Regions from separate parts of the Mus musculus genome. Here regions 2, 3, 4 and 5 are each linked to region 1. Evidence: chromatin contacts called from public Hi-C, HiChIP or PLAC-seq and promoter capture Hi-C data. All regions are on one chromosome and are shown on one strand. Each heading gives the region's core, a stretch centred on a gene start, on an enhancer-like site or on the middle of the called end of the contact. The rest is flanking DNA. Distances are from core to core; before and after follow the strand shown. Region 1 holds the start of Bcat1 (branched chain aminotransferase 1, cytosolic). Region 2 holds the start of C2cd5 (C2 calcium-dependent domain containing 5). Region 3 overlaps Etnk1 (ethanolamine kinase 1). Region 4 has its middle 38 kb from the start of Gm31427. Region 5 holds the start of Fgfr1op2 (FGFR1 oncogene partner 2).

The links. Promoter capture Hi-C pulls out the DNA fragments that hold promoters and counts their contacts. Hi-C and Micro-C count contacts between places; a contact is called where the count stands out from the background. HiChIP or PLAC-seq counts read pairs in DNA pulled down with a chosen protein or histone mark.
Region 2: a contact with region 1 is called in an H3K4me3 HiChIP or PLAC-seq map of pro-B cells, with 7 times the contacts expected there. The contact joins the promoter of C2cd5 here to the promoter of Bcat1 in region 1. A contact is called at or near these places in 3 of 39 promoter capture datasets (hippocampal neurons, liver and pre-B cells), 5 of 115 datasets of contacts at active chromatin or transcription factors (the 230-238 cell line, embryonic stem cells, large pre-B cells and 1 more) and 1 of 9 other capture datasets (embryonic stem cells).
Region 3: a contact with region 1 is called in a promoter capture Hi-C map of hippocampal neurons, with 6 times the contacts expected there. The contact joins the enhancer-like site here to the promoter of Bcat1 in region 1. A contact is called at or near these places in 7 of 39 promoter capture datasets (the 3T3-L1 cell line, 3T3-L1-derived adipocytes, the HPC-7 cell line and 4 more), 3 of 115 datasets of contacts at active chromatin or transcription factors (the 230-238 cell line, embryonic stem cells and large pre-B cells) and 2 of 9 other capture datasets (adipose tissue and liver).
Region 4: a contact with region 1 is called in a promoter capture Hi-C map of hippocampal neurons, with 4 times the contacts expected there. The contact joins the enhancer-like site here to the promoter of Bcat1 in region 1. A contact is called at or near these places in 7 of 39 promoter capture datasets (the 3T3-L1 cell line, 3T3-L1-derived adipocytes, cranial neural crest and 3 more) and 2 of 115 datasets of contacts at active chromatin or transcription factors (large pre-B cells and pro-B cells).
Region 5: a Hi-C map of B cells shows a contact between it and region 1, with 5 read pairs. The contact joins the promoter of Fgfr1op2 here to the promoter of Bcat1 in region 1. A contact is called at or near these places in 1 of 39 promoter capture datasets (pre-B cells), 1 of 484 Hi-C or Micro-C datasets (B cells) and 1 of 115 datasets of contacts at active chromatin or transcription factors (embryonic stem cells).

Annotation. Positions count from the first base shown.
Region 1 is chr6:145,074,793-145,077,449 of GRCm38.p6, forward strand. It overlaps Bcat1 (branched chain aminotransferase 1, cytosolic), which reads right to left and starts at 1,365. Exons shown (of 11, transcript NM_007532.5): 1 at 1,097-1,365. The coding sequence starts at 1,102.
Region 2 is chr6:143,098,826-143,101,482 of GRCm38.p6, forward strand. C2cd5 (C2 calcium-dependent domain containing 5) reads right to left here and starts at 1,327. Exons shown (of 29, transcript NM_001362113.1): 1 at 1,108-1,327; 2 at 853-971. The coding sequence starts at 942.
Region 3 is chr6:143,190,036-143,192,692 of GRCm38.p6, forward strand. All of the region lies in intron 4 of Etnk1 (ethanolamine kinase 1), which reads left to right. Among named protein-coding and RNA genes, the nearest start is that of Etnk1, 24 kb to the left of the region's middle. Within about 2 kb of position 1,291, at least 42 of the 459 cell types and tissues checked have an H3K27ac peak or open chromatin away from gene starts, as enhancers often do. A contact at or near this core is called in embryonic stem cells and hippocampal neurons, where this site is marked.
Region 4 is chr6:143,413,483-143,416,139 of GRCm38.p6, forward strand. No RefSeq gene overlaps it. Among named protein-coding and RNA genes, the nearest start is that of Gm31427, 38 kb to the right of the region's middle. Within about 2 kb of position 1,324, at least 22 of the 459 cell types and tissues checked have an H3K27ac peak or open chromatin away from gene starts, as enhancers often do. A contact at or near this core is called in hippocampal neurons, where this site is marked.
Region 5 is chr6:146,576,575-146,579,231 of GRCm38.p6, forward strand. Fgfr1op2 (FGFR1 oncogene partner 2) reads left to right here and starts at 1,337. Exons shown (of 7, transcript NM_026218.2): 1 at 1,337-1,634. It overlaps Ints13 (integrator complex subunit 13), which reads right to left and starts at 1,261. Exons shown (of 18, transcript NM_138757.2): 1 at 727-1,261.

The DNA.
Region 1 (2,657 bases), core at 115-2,614:
TCTATGGAGTCTAGGAACTTATATTTTAAGGTAGATATATACAGAATGAACAAATGATTAAGAGAGATAGTGAATACATTAAATGCATGTGGATAAAATTATAAAGGCATATGATTTAGTGAGATAAGGTAAAGAATGTAAAGAAAAGGAGAGAAGAGAGGGGAGGCAAGGAGAGGAGAGAGAGATGAGAAGAGAAAACGAGAAAATTAGAAAACGAGAAAATGAGAAAACGAGAAAAAGGAAAAGAGAAAAAGAGAGAGAAAAAGAGAAAGGGTATCTATCTATCTATCTATCTGTCAGGGCTAGGAGCGAGGGCGGCACAGTGGGGATGGAGACGTGACGTGTGGATTCCCTCCAGCTAGGCTTGAGCAGTCTGAGTGTCTAACTTCCTCCGCCTCCTCAGAAACTGAAACGTGGCTCCGCTCTGTAGCTCCCCGAAACCCACGTTTTATTACTCGAATATTCCTTGCGGGAGACTAGGTGACTGCACAGCCGACAGAGCATCATTTCCCTTCGGAAAGGAAACTTTTCAGATCTGGCAGTTTTTCAGACAGCCAGAGCTCTGGCTCTGGAAAATATCTTAAAACGCCTCAGGCTGGCCTCTGGGCTAGCTATCTCAGATGATAATTAGAGTTCACCGCCTGCACTCTCTGGTCCTGAAGCTCGAGTGGTCCGTAACTCGGAAGCTTCCACTTGGAACCTGGACCTTAAAAGACAAGCGATCTGCTTTCGGCAGATAAGAGGGTCCTCCTCCCCCTTCTATTACAACTACCCAGAAGAGCGTCCGAGCATCCTCGCCAAACCCTATCTCTGGGCAGCTCAAACGCAACGATACGGTCCTTCTTCCCGCCTAGGGAGCATGTAGGAGAGGCGCTGTGGCATCCTCTAAATCTGGGTACCGCATTTACAGAACCAGGACAAGAACCGGAGCGGGAGCATCTGCGGGTGGATACGAGGCCAGATCCCCACGCTTAGTAGCCCAGGACGGGGGACAAAGCAAGTTGGTCCTTCCATCCTCCTCTCTCCACCCAGTGTCCGAGATATTCCGGGTGGGTGAGTAGCTGCATTCCAGCATGAACTTCAGCAATACGCTTACCTTCATTTCTCGTGGCTTGGGTCGTGGCTCCGGCTCCTGGGTGCAAATGTGAGTCTCCTCTGGAGGAGGCGGCTGTGCAGTGACACGTGGCGCTCAGGGTCGGTCGGCAAGCGCGGAAGATGGAGAGCTGGGCGCGCTCCGCTGCGGATTGCATCAGCAGCGACTGGCTCAGCCGCGAGCTACAGTCCGACCTCTGGCTCACTCCAGGGTGGAGACACTGATCCCCTCCAGTGATTTGTATCGCAGGAGGGGAGGTAGCAGAGGAGGACAAATCTGAAAGCGTCTTTGATTCATTTGCTACCTCCCCAGTCCCTCCCCCAATCATACGCTGTACTAGGATCTAGTCTCAGAACTGGGAAGTTTTAAGGTATATTTTGGATAATAAAGAAGAGTTTGGGTTTTTCCGTCTCGCTCTCACGCTCCACACCCCACAGACAACTCTCAAATACAACCACTCTTACCAACTCCTTTTCTCTCTAATTTTTATAACATTTAAATAAATATAATAGATTTTGAATAGGAGCGGGTGGCTAGATGGACAGGGACAGTGGTGGATAAGGGCCAACTGGCAGGAGCCGGTTCTCTCCTTCCACCATCTGAGCCCTGGATGGAACTCTCACTCTCAGTCTGTGGTCTACGCTCTGTAGTCGTCTCTTAGTTTGCATCCTTTGATGTGCACATACAGAAGTAATTTAATGTGAAATGGTCCTCACCACCTGATAACTTCCTTCCTGCGTCCACACAAGCCTCAGGCAAGGCTCCCACCGATGGGATTTCAGTTGAGGAGAGGATCTCTCTGAAAATCTGAAAACTTTCTTTTTAGTAAATCTAAGCAGAAGGCTTTGCTGTGAAATTTTCATTCTTAACTCCCTAGGAGAGAATAGGCTTTTCCCCGACCATGTTTTGCCTGTATCCTTTGTTTGTTTGTTTGTTTGTTTTAGATTTATTTATTATATGTAAGTACACTGTAGCTGTCCTCAGATATTCCAGAAGAGTGCATCAGATTTTGTTACGAATGGTTGTGAGGCACCATGTGGTTGCTGGGATTTGAACTCGGGACCTTCGGAAGAGCAGTCAGCACTCTTAACCACTGAGCCATTTCGCCAGCCCTATTTATTTTTTTAAAAATGTTTTCTTTCTTCTCATTTTTCTTTTCTGACTTATTTATGTGTGAGTTCACCATCACTGTCTTCAGATGCACCAGAAGAGGACATCAGATCCCATCATAGATGGTTGTGAGCCACCGTGTGGTTGCTGGGAATTGAACTCAGGACCTCTGAGAGAGCAGTCAGTGCTCTTAACTGCTGAGCCATCTCTGCAGCCCTTGTTTTTCTTTTCTGCTGCTTGGAATGAAACTGCCCAGGTGAACAATGAATAGCTGAATTATCCTGACAAATGTACTGAGTTATCTTTGCACCCAGCACAACAGCAACAACTTCTTCCCTTCAGAAGACTGTAGTCCAGATCGGTTTTAACTCAAGCAGCGCTGTGGGCTTTAAGTGGTGAGTGTAGACATCCTGGGTTATTGTTCATACGATGGAGCACTGATCCACAGTAAGAG
Region 2 (2,657 bases), core at 77-2,576, 2.0 Mb before region 1:
ACTGCTTTGGGTTTTGTTTTTTGTTTTTTGTTTTTTTTTTTGGGGGGGGGGGGTTAGTTTGGTTTGTGTTTGTTTGTTTCAATAAAAGATGAAGTTGAACTCAACAAATGCCATAAAAATAAATAAAATAAAAAATACAGTGAATTGCAGTTAATTAGGTTCTGGAACGTTTAAGAATATATTGAGTATAAGTATACTGTCATATGTCTTTGAACCCTAAGCATTAATAGCCCAAATGATTATTGCTCTAATGGTCTGCCTCATTATGTCAACTTTTATTACAATTTCTCCTTGGCTTCTTTCAGGTTGTGAGTTATTAACTTCCGGACAGTAGGCCTGTGCTAATTTGCATGACTTTTAAACTAATCATTAGACTTAAAGAGCAATTTTGCAATTGAAACCCATGGCACTTAATTGACTTCCTACCTCGAGGCAATAAATTACCCTGAAACAGCTCACCTCCCTACCAGTCTACACAAGGGCAGCTTTAGTGCTGCTGTTGTGTGTGACTTGCACTGATGATTCAGACGGTGTTGGGGTACGGGTTGGATGTAGTCGCACCGTGGGGCTGTGGGTGTCCCCAGAGGGCTGGCTGCGTGGACTTGCTGCAGCAATGGCCCTTAACCTCCTAACCGCAAACGAGGTCGTGGCGAGCGTCTCCGCTGCCACGCCTCGGACCGGCAGGTGGTCGGACCGACGCCCTGACCGCGAGCTTGGCAGCGGGACGTGTCCAGGACCGATGGCCACATCTCACGGGCTGGGGGCGGGCGGGCATCCCTCCACGGAGCCGGGGACCGCGGGAAGGGCAGGGCTCGGCGCCCCGTGCTCTGGGGGGCAGGACCAGGAACCAACCTCCACGAAGGCATCCGTCAGGTCACTGGCACGGTCCATCACCGGCAAATGGCGACCGGCCACAATTTTCACCTTCAGCTTCCCCGGCATCACGGCGGCTTCGGCCTCTCCTAGGATTCCTGCAGAAACAAACAAGCGAGTCTGCGCCGAGCGAGCGAGCGAGCGCGAGCCCGGGGGGGGGGGGCGCGGGGGCGCGCGGAGAGGCGTCGGGAGCGCGCGCCAACTGACAGCGGAGGGCGCGCGCGCCGCACTCACGCTCTGAGCAGGAACCGAGTCGTCCCGCGCGGCCACCGAGGCCTCATTCCGGAGAAGCAGCCGGAGGAAGGGCGCCGGCCAGCCGTGCTGCCCTACCCCTGACGTGCTGCAGAGAGCCGCCAAGTCCAGTCAGCATCCCGCAAAGCAGGCACCGCGCCCACCCACCTTTCTCCTCCCACCTTCCAAAAATGGCGGCTCGAGGGGCGGGAGCGATCGATCTCTCGGTGCTCTGCCCTGCGGCGGGGCCGATTTGAATTCGCGGGGCCATGGGAGAGGGGCGGGGCTGAGCTGGAGAGCAGGGGAACCGGTCGAGCCCTGCATCATCTACCCAGCCTCGGGTCGGTTAGGTGCAGGAGCCGTGCTGAGGACACGCTCCAGCGCTCTGGGCACCCGGCGCTGGTGACAACCCAGCCGCGCTTCATTTTGTTGGCCCTTGGACAGACTGCTGCTGCCAAGCATACTAGAGGAGTCTACTTTTAGTGTTTCCTGAGACGGCCACCAGGAAGGGGTACTGATGCGAGTAGTGGTTTTCTATGAATTTCAGTAAGAATCCTCTGGTTAGAGTCAGGTGTGGGGACGCACACCTGTCAACCCAGAACTTGGAAAGTGGAGGCAGGAGGATTGCATCGAGTTCTTAGCCAGCCTGGGCAACAGACGAAAAGTTTGGCTCAAAAAAGAAAAAAAAAAAAAAAAAAAAAAAAAAAAAAAAAAAAAAAAGGAAAAGGGACAAAAAATTACACACACGCATCTCAGCTAGTGAAAATAAATATTATTTCTTCAAAGACTTATTTCAGTCACAGGCAATTGTACTGTGTACTGGGTTATAGATGGCACTTCACACTTCCTTATGTCAGTGTGAACTTTGTGTGTCAGTGTGAACTTTCTTTTTTGAGGCAACATCTTGCCTGCTGGCCTCTCCTTGGTATGCAGCCCAGGCTGGCTTTGAATGTGGCAGTCTTCCTGGTGTATTGTCACAAGTGCTAAGGTGATGGGTTTGTGCCTGCACATCCAGCTCTCTAAGTATTAAGCATTCACACGCCTAAAGGAAAGGTCTACAGTGCTGGCTAAAAGTCAGCAAGAAACGAACCTCCAGCGGTACATGTAGTCAGTGTGAGAAATGAGCCCGAAGAAGACCTCACTAGGTCTCTGTAAATTGACCCCACTCTAGATACATCATGAGCCTGTCAAAGTGGGGTATTAGATACTGCTTCAGACTATCAGAAAATGATTGGGGTTGAAGCCCACACACAGGATGGAACAAGAGCACTTCCTACACTATGGCAAACCCAGCATTGGCAATACACTCTGTAGTAAATACTGAAATCAACACTGAAAATGCCAGTGGGAAAAAAATCACAGCACTGAATTTATCAGGAATGGAAAATTCCTAAATGAAGATATCAGCATGGTCTTTTTAACTTCAAAAATACTAAAACAGGATAGAAAAATTACTTGAAGTGGTAATGAACCAGAAACGCCCTTTCAAAAAGAGTCCTCCTGAGAAAGGAATTTTGCCCATGGGCAAAACTGAATTCTTCCAAAGAAAATGT
Region 3 (2,657 bases), core at 41-2,540, 1.9 Mb before region 1:
AAGTTGATTGGCATTTAGGCAAAACAAAAGTAGAAGAAAATGAAGGCCTTTTATTGGAATGGTTTTAGTTTTGTACACGGTAGGTAGGAAAGTCTGTACTACTGTCCTCTGATTGGCTCTAAACAAGATCCATTCTGCTCTTACTAACACAGAACTTATTGTTTTAGTGATGTAGAAGATCTTTCCCATGGGTTTATTTTAACATTTAATACAAATCTGACTTGCTAGGAGGTTTATAGAGATTTCTTAGCCCTTCCTGCTTGACCGACACAGATCAGCCTCAGTGGAGCTGTCCTTGTGGTACCAGATGTAGCTCAGTTGCTAACTGCTGACCTAGTACATACAGAGCCTCAGCCATCCTCAGCCATCCTCCTCCATCTTCAGCCAGCGTCGAGTAAGTGGGTGTGCCAGTACTGTAATCCCAGTACTTGGAAGGTAGAAACAAAGGACAGGAAATTCAGGGTCATTCTTGGGTAGGTTTTAGGCTCCTCCTCCCCCAGTCCCTATTAAAGAAATAACAGAAACAAACAGAATCTTGTCTTTGAAACGTTACTGATGAAACAAGCAGAAATAGGTACATAGTCATATAAACAGTTTGCTTATAAAAATCAATATATTCATACACATATATACCTTTGCTTGCCTGCTTGGAGTACCACCATATCTTTAAAATAAAAGCCATGTTTATAGAGTACTGAGTTTAAATATCTACAAATACAGATATAGACCTAACTCTTTCTAACCCTGTACCTGGTACCTAGAGTCTCTACGATTGACAAGTTTGTGCTGTATCCCACCTCACCTGCTCATTCATCAGTCTGTCTTCCTTTCTTACTTTATCTTCACTGAGTTGCAGACCTGCGTGGTTTCCATCCCCAAGTTCTTTACAGTGTAGTGTGTTTAGAGCTCAGCATGCACTGAAGTGTACTGTGCCAGGCTTAGCATAGCAAGCTGGGGGTGGTGATGTGGAGTAGCATTGCAGCCATTGGGAAACTGAAAGCGTGGGATATCTGTTGCCTGAGAAATTCAAGGTAACCTAGGCAACATAGTGGAAACCTGCCTTTAAAAACAAGTTTTAAGCATGCTACTTGTAGAATTTGACAGGTGTCTGCCCCTATAAGCTGAAGGCCCTTAAGTACAGAACAGTTCTACCATCCTGGAGAGAGCCTCGTGCTCTCGAGAAGAATACACTAATCCTGAATTGATTTACTCTAGACTACTGTGTGTGAGAGTAGAGCAGCCCAAGACAGTCAGCGTCCAGCAGGACTCTAGCCAGACGCAATGGTGCATGTCTGTAATCCTAGCTCGCAGGAGACTGAGGCATGGAAATTTTGTGAGTTAGAGACCTGTGCTGTCTATGTAGTGAGTGACAGGGCAGCCAGGGCTACAGAGCAAGACCCTGTTTTAAAACCCAACAAACAGTCCCCTGCATTCCTTAGTTATTAAGGAGCACTGACTGAGATTGCTGGATGTTTGTTTTCAGTGTTTATTTTTACTGCCTGACAGTGTCACAGTTTCTGGTGTACGGCGGTCCTTCCTCCTCCAGTATTCTCTTGTTCTTTCCCCATTCCTGCTGAGCCCTTTCTTCCCAGCATCCCTCTCTCCTCTTTCTGTGTGTGCCTGGGTGTGACCCACTGGTTTTCCTGAGTTGTTTGCATGAGCCTTTTCAGACGCATGCGCTAGGCCCACTGTATTTCAGTCATACCTGGGTGAGAATGTTAAATGCCGTGTTTCCCCTTTGTGGAAATGCTCTTGCAGCCCTTCCTCTCCTGCTACTGTGCTTGTGTTCTGTGTAGTAGAGCCTCCATTTCTCTCCTAGCATTTGACTACTTCCCATGTACCACGAGGGCTCTTGTGTCCCTCCCCAGGCTCAGCCTCACACAGCTGTTGCCAGTCCCTGCTCTTACAGTGAGAGTGATGTGTGCTGGCCTGGGCTGGAGGTGGGTATTTCCTCGCTCACATCCTCTTGCCAAGCTCTTACACAGAATTCCTGTGAACTTTCCTCACCGCTGTTTCTCCATGTCTAAGAGCTGGGCTGGAAAGGGTCCGACTCTCAAATAGGTGACTTTTCTTTTCATTTGTAATAAGATAAGGTCAAGACATGTGTCTTGTTATAATTATATAGCCTTGTTTAGTTCGTTTTTGGCTTTAACATGCTTTAATAAATGGAAGACTAGTTTTCTTGCATTGAGATTTGACCAGTTTAACTGGATTTTTCCTACAGTGGTGAGGGCTTCAAGCAGTAGTAAAAAAAATCAAAAATATTTTTGAAAATTCAAATTCATCCATTATTTGCTTTGTGTTGTGTGTCACTGGTGCAATTATTTAAAGATTATAAAAATCAATGCTAGCCTTTAAGCTGATCATTTTTTTTAAAGGTTAAGGATGCCCTGAGAATCTGGATGATCTAGAAGCCCCTCCTTGGGAAGTGAGTGTGCACATCAGATTCTAGGGTGTGTTTTCATTATCTGTTCACCTTTGAGACCTCAAGGAGAAATTCTTGTCTGAAGGAATTAGTTATTAAGAGTAATGGACATTATTAATACTGGGAAATATTAAAAAAAATTAAACTCACGGTGAAAAGAAACAACATGTTCTGTTGCTAGGAGAATATTTCCCAGTGCTGTAATTTGATTTTTCTGGCACCCTAAAGATCA
Region 4 (2,657 bases), core at 74-2,573, 1.7 Mb before region 1:
ATCTGTGATCTTAGTACTCAGAAGACAGAAGCTACAAGGTCAGAGTTCAAGGCCAGACTGAGGTACACGAGCTCTTAATGAGATAGTGATGGTGATGATAATGATGATCATGGTGATGATGATGAGGTTGGTAGAAAGACTACTATCTGATGCCTCCATACTGTAAGGCATCCCTAGAGATAGAGACAGATAAATAGATAAAGATAGATACATAGATAGATACATAGATAGATACATAGATAAATACATAGATAGATACATAGATAGATAGATAGATAGATAGATAGATAGATAGATAGTACATCAGCCCCTAGCTATCTTTATTAAGCTGAATTTGAGAGAAAGGTCAGTTTAGATATCCCACCTGAATCATCCTGTTTGAGTCTTGTTTTAGCTGCCATTTGACTATAGCTGCTCCTGACACCCCAAGTGGCACTTGCTGAGCACTGTAACCCCATGAGCCTGTGATAAGTATCAATAAGCTGTTAGTTTTAATATAAAACATGGATGGCAGTAATCAATATCAGGAGGGCAGAGACTCAAGGGCTCAACACTTTGGGTTGACTTGCCAGTTTGGGGGTCTCCTCCCAGGAGGATATAATAAATACCTTCTGACATAGTGTCCTTATCTTCCAATGAGTGGCGTAGCAAGATGTCGCTTACGGCTTTGTGACAGGGTCAACTGAACTTGCTATATGAAAAGCTGAGCTTGGTATTAACAGATGTCCAATAGATGCTAGCTGTGTTCTCTATTAGCCGTGTTTCCTCAGTATCTTGTTTTACTCTGGGTTTTTGTTAAATGCCTCATGCATCTTAAAAGAAAGTGAGGGCCACCTTTGAATACTCAGTTACATGAGAGCAGATAAGTAGATTCTGAAGGGGGGAAAATCATATCAGGACAAGAATTCCTCATCCAAAAACTAGGAGTCACTTTCTTGGTAGATTTACACAATTATATGAGAGGAGGGGACTGCAGAGGATTGAATTAATGGTTGTCCAGACCTCCAAACAGCACACTCCCTGTCAGAGTGTCTACCAGCACTATTTTCTTTATCTTATACCTTTTTCTACCTCCCACATCCCGGAAGAATTCCCACATCATTCAAGGAGAAACAATCTGGCCCCTGCAAGCGCAAGGTTGTATGGGGCTGGAAAAGGCTCCCCACGCTGTGGCAGTTCCTTGACCCCCATAAGCTCTTTCCAGTCACGCCCGCCCCACGAGCGGGAGAGTTTGAGTTTCAGATATAGATTGGAGCCCTTCCTTACTAACTCCAGTGAAATAGCTCAGAGTTTGGCTGGCACTTTTAAATACTATGCAGATGGCGCTGAACCCCAGCCAAACTGGCGGCATCTCGATTTCCTCTGGTGAGTGCCTGTGGGGTGTCCTCAGGAAGGCATTGATTCTGCTTCCTTTCTCTCCTCTCTTTTTCTTTCTCCTTCTCTCTCATAAAAAAAAATCTTCCACATACATTCTGCATTTTTCCTATAAGCTCCAGTTTCTTTCTTTCTTTCTTTAAATAATAAACCATCCAGCAATAATGAATAGAACCTTAGGTTTCCCGCCCGACCGCGTCCTTGTGCTAGTTAGCGATCGTGTTGTGTGGAAATTTCCACACCAGCGGCAGATCCATCGCTTTGCCCTTTGTGGTTCCCCGCTGCCAGGAGAGAAAATGTTCGCAAAAGGAGATCTGAGGGGGGCTTCCCACCGATTTAGAAGAGGCAGACTAAAGGACGCCCAGGGCCAGCTGTGAAGGCGGCTCTCGTATGCTGATGGGGACGCTCAGAAATATCTGTGAATCTGCAGCTCATCTTCAGGAGCTGTAAAACCTAACTGCACGGAGTGGGTTTTTGAACACTCTTAAAATAAACACAAAGCACGCTATGATAAAGGGAGCGCCTCAGCTTTTGTTGTTGTTGTTGTTTGCTTGCTTGATTTCCTGTTATCCTATAACAGTGTGGTATCTTTGCATACAGGGACGTTTCCGGGCCAAGCAAAAGCGTTTCACCGAGTAAACCACTTCCAAATGTATTACGCGTATAAGCTGAGTGTGTCTGGGTGGGTGTTCCACGTCCCTGTCTGCTTGCTAAGGTTCTGGCTGGCCCTTGCTCATAGCCGCTGCAGAGGAGAGCGAACCCACTCACCCACATTGTTTCTGGCAGCTGGCTAGTGGGTTGATACTTCAGCTGCTGAGATAAATCGGAGCACATCTAAGTTGAAACATAGCTAGAGATACTGTCGGCATAACGTCTCTCATCCTGTTCATGATAGTTTTGGGTCAATCTGAATTAAGCTTGCTTTCTTACTGCATATCTTTATGTCTCTGGGTGATTTACAGATATTTACTTGTCTCTGCATATATTGAGACAATAGCTCTGTTCATTGAAGATCCCCTGAGAGCTGTGTCTGGCTTTCTGCATTTGTTCCTGGTGGCAAAAATCTGATAGTTCTATTTTCAGCCTATATTATTGTGTGCCTATATCTTATTATTGATTATAATTATTATTTGTAAAATGTTAATAGTTTTGCTTCTTATAACCTCTTGGTTATATTTTTTTTCATTCTCCACACTAAAAGATAAGAATATTTTTGCCCCTACCTATTATACCCTACATTTTGCTAACTATACTTTTACATTCTCAGGATGAGTAATATTTTA
Region 5 (2,657 bases), core at 87-2,586, 1.5 Mb after region 1:
TGTGCAAAAAAGGCCAAAGTAATGGTGCCAGTTCAAAGAATATGCCACATCATACCATGCAGTCTATCTACCAAATGAAGTTAGTTCATACTTCTTTTTTTCTTTTACAAAGCACTTAAAATAGAAGAAAACATCTGTGCACATTGTATTTGATTCTTATGCCTACAAATCACAGATCTAATTCCTCAAATGTATTTATGGTGATCCTTGTTAGGGGCTAAGGGAAATCAACAGGAAAAGACTGACAGCAAAAGTACAACCCAAAATAGACACACATCTCCTACGGTAACTGCATATTGCGTCTTTCTATGGCTTCAAACTCATCCTCTCCCTCCACTTGCAATACACTACAGTAATTCACCACGTAGACCACAACAAGCAGATGCTATCCCATGCTGGCGAAGAGAAAACACTTCTAAAACTTTTTCTTATAAACACAGAACATGTGGTGCACTGCCCTGCTTCGCTCCTAAAATTTTACAGACCAAAAAAAAAAAAATTTTTTTTTTAAACCTACATTCTAAAGCACCTGGGAAACAGCAAGTGTTCAAGGTAACAAACCACCTTAGGGTCCCGCTATTACCTCCTGCTGCTCTGGAACGCACCGCCCCTCCCCGCCAAAGTCCCTGTCTGCAAACCTTCTGCACACACCTGACTGCAAGGGGGGTGGGGGGCGGCGAACGAGGTGAGTGGATGGGGAAGACCTCGGCATCGAGGTTCGCTTACTTTCGTGCCTGGTCCTGCAGTGAATGAACGGAGGCTGAGAGAGAAGGCGGACGAGGGTGGGTGGGGAGTCGGCGCACAGTCGGTCTGGTACAACCCGCAGAAGACTGACTGCCCGGCTCATCTCCCAACACTCCGGCTGCTTAAACGCAGGGGCGCGCGCATGCGCGTGCAAGCACAAGAGCGCACTCGGACTCGCGCGTGCGCACGGCGCTCTCGCACAGCCCCGCCATCTTCCCTTCTCCTTAGAAGCCACCAGAGGCCGAACCGGAAGAGGGCGGAGCAAGTGAGGGGAAAAAAAAAGCCTTTAACATTTGTTCCCAATCAACCGTAGGGAAGAACGGTCAGGACGACCCGAGAGATCCCCCCACAAAGTACTAAGCCACGGCCGGGACAAGCCAGCCTCGGCTCTGGACAGGCAGAGCCTACCCACCCAACCTCCCCTCTCCGCCTCCAGTCCGGGCCGGTAGCCCCTCGGAAAACACGCGAGAGTGTGCGAGCGGCAGAGCAAAACCTTGAGAGGGGGGCGAGGAGAGAAGCCCCGCCCCCTCCCCGTTCTCCAATCAACGGCCAGCCGTTTACCGGGGGTGGGGCCTTCGGGAACCAGCAGAGGGAAGTCTCGCGAGGCTTGTCGCTCAGCGGCTGCGGGTCGCGGAGGTTCTGGTCCGCCCGGGATGGGGCCGAGACGAGTGGGTTTCCCGTACGTCCCGCCGCTGTGTGAGCAGGACTGTGCGTCCGCTCGCTGAGCAGGCGCAGCGAGGGCGCGGAGACCACTCCGTGGGCACTCCACCTCGCGGGTGGTCGTCGCCCCAGGGGGACTGAAGCGCAGTGGAATAACTACACGCGTGGGCGAGCCTCTGAGCCGGGCTTCCTCTCTCCGTGCTCTCCCTGAGGTCCTGCCGGGAACTGAGGTACGGAAAGTTCCCTGAAAACCCTGGGCCTGCACGCCGCGGGACACCCCTTCCGGGTTCCCCTTCCTGCCACTCGGGAGCTCCGTGGGCGGTGGCCTGAGGGACTTGTCACTGTTGAGTTTACCTCAGCACACTTGACCGCGTTTGCGCCTGGGACTTAGCCACGGTCCTGAGGGAGCTGCTGGGATCGTTTGAGTCCCTCAGCGGCCTTCCAAATTCGGTTTCAAGTTGAAAAACTGGTTTTCTCCAGACAAATGTTTCAGAAGCTCCAAGTGTGTGCATTCCACCATTTTCAAGAACAGTGCAGTTCTCTGCTTTCAGAGTGATGTGTGTGGACAGGATGCTTATTGGTGTGTGTGGTCTGCACGCATTCTTTCTTTATCCCATTCTAAGGTTTTCTTTGAAAGACACATGCTTTTTATATTGCTACCAGCATCTGTGTCTGCTCCTCAAGAGTGAGGACTCTCTTTTCTTCCCGTCCTCCTTTCCAGAACACGGACCTCAGAACTGCCTACGTTCTGTATTCCACTCACACTGCACCAGGTTTTTTTGCTTCTTTCACTGTGACTGTTACAGTTGCCCTTCCTCCACCCCAAACCGGTGTCCCCGCCTCAGCCTTCCATACTTACTGTGACATGTATTCGCCTGAAACTTTTTCAAGTTCTAATTTAAGCATATCGATTCATCAGGGTTTTTTACCATCCTATCTCATCATATTTTACCTTTTCAGTGTCATCTTATTGCCACCCCTAATTCCTTTCCAAACACTGTGCCATGTGAGTCCATATAGTCTGCTAGAATGCTTGCTTTTCCTTCTGTCTTATCATCTATCAAAACCCAATTCATAGATGATTCTTTTTAGACTCCCTCCGGTGACATTGACAGTACAATGAACTCGGATAGCTCTTGACATAGTTTTGCAGTATTCATTAGGATGTATTATTTGTTCAATTACCTGTCTCTCCTGCCAGCTTGAACTTGAGTCTGGAATCATGTCTTATTCATGTTTAAAACAAATGCTAT